Linked DNA regions of Gossypium arboreum: region 1 is linked to region 2. A link is a contact called in public Hi-C data. All regions are on one chromosome and are shown on one strand. The core of a region is the stretch at or near the end of the contact, and the rest is flanking DNA. Distances in the headings are between cores, read along the strand shown.

The links. Hi-C and Micro-C count contacts between places; a contact is called where the count stands out from the background.
Region 1: a contact with region 2 is called in a Hi-C map of leaf, with 4 times the contacts expected there. The contact joins the promoter of LOC108450685 here to the promoter of LOC108453192 in region 2. A contact is called at or near these places in 2 of 5 Hi-C or Micro-C datasets (both in leaf).

Annotation. Positions count from the first base shown.
Region 1 is chr5:35,724,264-35,726,963 of ASM2569848v2, reverse strand. It overlaps LOC108450685 (thioredoxin-like 3-2, chloroplastic), which reads right to left and starts at 1,347. Exons shown (of 5, transcript XM_053027930.1): 1 at 879-1,347. The coding sequence starts at 1,225.
Region 2 is chr5:35,441,577-35,444,276 of ASM2569848v2, reverse strand. LOC108453192 (splicing factor U2af large subunit B-like) reads left to right here and starts at 1,436. Exons shown (of 13, transcript XM_017751153.2): 1 at 1,436-1,711. The coding sequence starts at 1,595.

The DNA.
Region 1 (2,700 bases), core at 98-2,597, 280 kb before region 2:
TAAGCTTTGAAACAATAATACCTTCCAACTCTTTATCTTTCTTAAATTATCTGTTTTGAACACCCATATTTGACACCTATGGATATTGGTAAGGAATATGAGCCAACAAGGATCCTTCAAATACATGGAAAAAACTTGAAGCATAAAGAAAGTTGAACATATACCTGTATCTAACGTTCACACTGAGTCCAAGTTAACGTATTCTTCATCTAGGTGTAAGTAACATCATAGATGAGAATTTAAGGTTGAATATAGCAATAAAATTTTCCAGCCAACTTGAATCAATAGCAAACAACCAAAAAGCTCTACTTGTTTTTCAGTCTCATCTACATTAAGCCACGTTACCAGGACAGGAATGGCAGAATATCTCCAACTTTAATCTATTTTTTATATTACACGGATTGGAGTGCAAGTGTCCAATAAGGGTATGTGTAGTTGTACAAAGGTATGCATGCATCTATATTCAACTTTTTAATGTACTTCTATGTATTTTAAGGATCACAGGGCAATTCAAGAATGAAGGGTGGGAGCAATCTAGTTATTTCCCCTTCACGTTCTTTGTAAACAAACCACATAATGTTGATCAATCTCATTAAATGGGAAAAATCCATGTTTGGAACTGGAGATACCATAAGTTTAAATATGGCGGATGAAGTTTAAGGGTTGGGAAAAGATTTATCTAAATACTCACATTAAATGGGAATAAGAATTGATTTAATGAATAAATCAGATTCTCAACAAAAACTTTCAAGCATCGACATTTTCCTGGGAAAATTTGACTTTCTCCGATTCAACAAACAACAAAAAGTAGACAAATTCGTACCAAATCAAAACAAACCCAAGAAACCATATTATAAACAACCCAGAAATATACATACCACAGTATAATCAAAGACTCCTCAAGTTGTTGAGCTTCTGCAATGACTCTATCGAACTGACTCTCACTGCAAATTTGCTGTAATTCAACTGTCAATGGCGCATCATCCAACTCCTCCAATTGCCCCTCTTCTCTCCAAGCACTAAAGATCCCAAAGTTCCCTCCAAACCCATTAATTTTCTCATTAAAACCCAATATTTTTCTCTTCAAACAAAACCCAAAGCTTGAACAAGGGGTTTTTTTCGAGAAGGATACTGAGAAACAAGGTAAACAGTCTCCTGAAAAATTGGAATTTATCAGAGTCTTAAGAGATGGAGAGAAGCTTAAGGTGAATGATTGAGAAGTCATTGCAAGAAAGGAATTGTTTGTTTTATTTGTGAATCTATAAAATTTAAAACCCTGTTTCAGGATTTTTCAGGAAATGATATTTTAAACAGGCTTTAGAGGTCGTGGGGTCCTATGTTAGATTGGGCAGACATTAATCAACATTGAATTGCACTGTTTTCCTGCTGTCAGATTGGGCTTTTCTTTTGTCTGTTTCTGTTGGAGAGCAGCTGTTTTTATCCGTATAAATATATTCTTCAATATTCTTCAAATAAATGAAGAAAAAACCCCAAACTTGAATATATTGATATAGTACATATAACAAATCCACATCCGAGACTGGGCATTTCAGTCTGGAGATGTAGATGTATGTTATGGTTTCGTATGTTCTTAAAACCTCCAACCATGTCAACTACTTTTTGGAGACTAATTTAGGCATAAGCTTACAAGAAATTAACAATTAAACAGAGACTGAAATTGCTAGCAAAATTGTGTGTATGGAATAAGAACCCAGAATAGACATCTGAAATTCAATCACATTAGCAATTCAGTTTCAAAATCTGCAATACAATGTGTTTGAAATGGACTTTCTTCCACCTTTTTTCTTGATTGGGCATGTATTCATATCCGACAATTACATTTGAGCCCGAATAAAATAGCTCTTTAATGTTCGAAAAAGACTTGCTTGGCACTGGCATGGTCTTTTGAAGGTGGATGGTGATTGTTATGGACCTTGGACAGTTCTGAAAAGAACAATCTTCGAATCATAAACCGATGTGAAGAGTTAACAATATAAGATCATCCTCCATGTTGCTTTCACAATCCAAAAATTCGACCAACTTGTTACAAAGACATTCAACCCCCTGCTGAAGCCAGCAGAAGACCAGTTGACATTTTCATGGCGCAAAACCTTCAAGACGAAGCAAACTTTCATGTTAGATCCAATACGGAACTCAAATAAATAGTACTAATACACTGAAATTTGCATCGATGTCTTCAATCACCAGGAAGCAAGTGATGAGATATACCTCAAATCTAAGTTGCTTCCGTTCTTCAAGAAACCATGTCCAACATTAGATGCATATCTGTACACAAATACGGGAATATGATCCTTCAATGATTCTCTAAATATATGAAAATCTGAGGAAAATAATAGAGCATACCCGTGTCAGACACGTACCTGTATTCACAGTTTCATACTTGAGCCCAAGTAATATAGGTAGTATGAACATGTAAGCATTTGAAAGAGAAAAGACCTGAAGCTTTGAGACCAAGTTCATCAGTCTCTCCCAACCTAAATCTAAGTTTTGTAGTTTGTTTCCTCTACTGAAAAAATGAGCAAATTAGTCCTTATACATTAGATTATAGAGAAAATGCACCATATGAATTTAGGGTCTAATTTGCATTTTTTGAGTAAAGGGGGAAAAAATGCACAACTCAACCTTTGTATGCCATATGAATTCAAAAGGAAAAACATACTAAATAGCATATATCACGTA
Region 2 (2,700 bases), core at 187-2,686:
TAAAATAAAACGGTTGTTGACGACAGTGCTAATATGCTAATTCTTTTTATTTTCGTGGCCAAACTAAAACTTATAAAAATTGAATGACTAAATGAACAATTTATCCTTTAAAATTGAATAAAAATTAAATCGTATTTTATATGTAAGTTCTATCAATAGGTATTAAAATTATATATTTTATTTGAATACTTTGAAAATCGGTTATAATTTGTTTTGAATGTAATTGCTTGTAATTTTATATATAAAATATTTAGATAATCATTATAATTAGTGAACCTTGTTAAATTGAGTGTAACAAATTTTTATTAAAGTAATTAGGTAGATAATTAAAGTTAAATCCAATTACCCTATGAATTTTCAAATATACCCATATGTGATTTAAGTTTAAGAAGTTATTTTTAATAATAATATTTTAATTTTAGATATATATTTTTGTTTTCAAAATATAATTATATATTACTTATCTTATCTTATTTAAATGATCTAAATTTTTATTGGTGATAGATAATTTTCTATACATTTTAGCCTATTAAATATTTAATTAAATTACATAGTATTTATTATAAATTATATGTTTTAATTTTAACCAAATTATATAAAATTTATTATTAATTACTTATCCAAGGATAAAAATGATGACAAATAGCATATGTTAAGTATTAGAAAGAGAATAGTTGAACAAATATGAGATGCTATTGTAATTAGATAAAATTGTACATTATATTTATTTTTCTTATTAATTTTATTGGTAATTATATTGTTGATACTTTATTGGATTAACATGTTACATACAATAATTTGATTTTAAATTTTGTTACTTGTCTAGAAAATTTCTATCAAGTATTATTGATGATTTTTTATATTAATCAATATATTATTTAAAATTTAAAATAATATAATTTTGTAATTACAATACATACTATTAAATATAATATAAAAATTATTAATAATACTTTGTAAATCAAACATGTTGAAGAAATCTTTTTTTTTTTTTGTAATTACAAAAGGATGTGATTAGTATCCTAATAAGTAAATTTTCATTCAACTACTCTTTAGCAACTAAAACGTATTAATATTTAAGTTATATTCACAATTTAAAAGAAAATATGCATTTTATATTATACAAAAATAAAATTGACTCGTTTAGTTAGTATTTTAAAATTTATAAAACCACATCTATTTAGTATTCTTGCATTATTTTCAGTGTCTATTAATTATAATATAAATAATTATTTGATACAAGAACTACCTATTAATATAATTATTTATAATTTGACTTAAAAATAATTAATAATACCTTACTAAGTTAAGAGTTTTAATTTTTCTATAAAGGCCCAAAATGATGATAAGAAAAGCCCAAGCCCTACTCCCATTCTTACATGGGCCAGACTAAGACTAAGGTATTTATTAGACCCAACTTATAATCCCCAATTTTAGAATTTAAATACAAGGGAAAAACGAGAGAAGAAAATCCCTAATTTGTTTACTTGCTAGCTTATTCTTCTTCTTGCAGCCGACAAATCGAGTTTGGGATTTGGGAATTTGCTATTGGGAATTTCAAGTTACCAAATTTCCGGCCAAAGCTTGAGAAAAAATGACTGATTACGAAGAACCACGGTATCAAGGAAACGGAGATAACCTCGAAAACAGTTATGGCGGAGGTTCTTCTCCTAAGTCTCGTTCCGACGATCAAAACGATTCTAAATATCAGGTTAGATCTCGACAAATTCAGCTTTATTTCGTCTGTTAAGATTTTTAATTGTTTCTTCAAGTTCTTGTTTGAAGGAACTTCTAAGGAATTTGTGTGGTTTTGTTGGATTTTTTACCACGTAAAACCTTGAATTTATTGTTTGTTAGCTTTGGGGAAATCACAATGGGAAATCATGAACGGATAAGCTAAAAATATCAAATGTGCAATATGTAACGTGATTTTATTTTTAGATTGAACTATTACTTCATCATTAGTGTTTTAATAATCTATCTTGATTATACTTTGCGTCATTTGTCTTTCCTTTTCAGCAAACCTCTTAAGGAGTAAATAGAATATAGAAAAAATGCTAGCTAGCAATTGGAGCCCTAAATTTTAATGGGAGTTTTTCCAAGGCTCTATTTTTTCTTCGAATTAGGTTTATTTGTTTATCCGGAAATTTGGCTAGTTTGACAGATAGCATTTTGAATTTCTTCTAGTACTTAGTTTTGTTCTAACTTCAAGCATAAGCATTAGAAAATGATGCATATATTGTAAAATCTAGTGTTTTCTTTTCTTTCTTTCCTTTTTTTTTACAAATCAGTTTTTTAAAACAGCATGAGCTTCTCAGAATTCAAATTACATATTATGCTTCAGTTTTATCGTTCCTGTTTTTATCCTGTATGACTGGGGGGATAGGAGGAATTAGAACCGGGTTTTTTGGGTCAGGCAATCCTGTATGTTTATATCTCCATCTACTATGTTTTGCTGACGTTTGTTCTTATTTTAGATATTGAGTATTTACATATACAGATGTTCAGTTCTATTTTTCTCATTGAATTTGGCTAGTTGACAGGTTGTCTTTTCAATAAATTTTACTGCTTAGATTTGTTCTAGGCTAGGGTTTTTCTTGGAAAATAGTTTTCTTGATGTGAATTTTATGCCTGTTCTACATTTTGGATTTTAGTGTTATGGATTACATGCAACTCTCCACATTTGGTCTCTTAGTGATA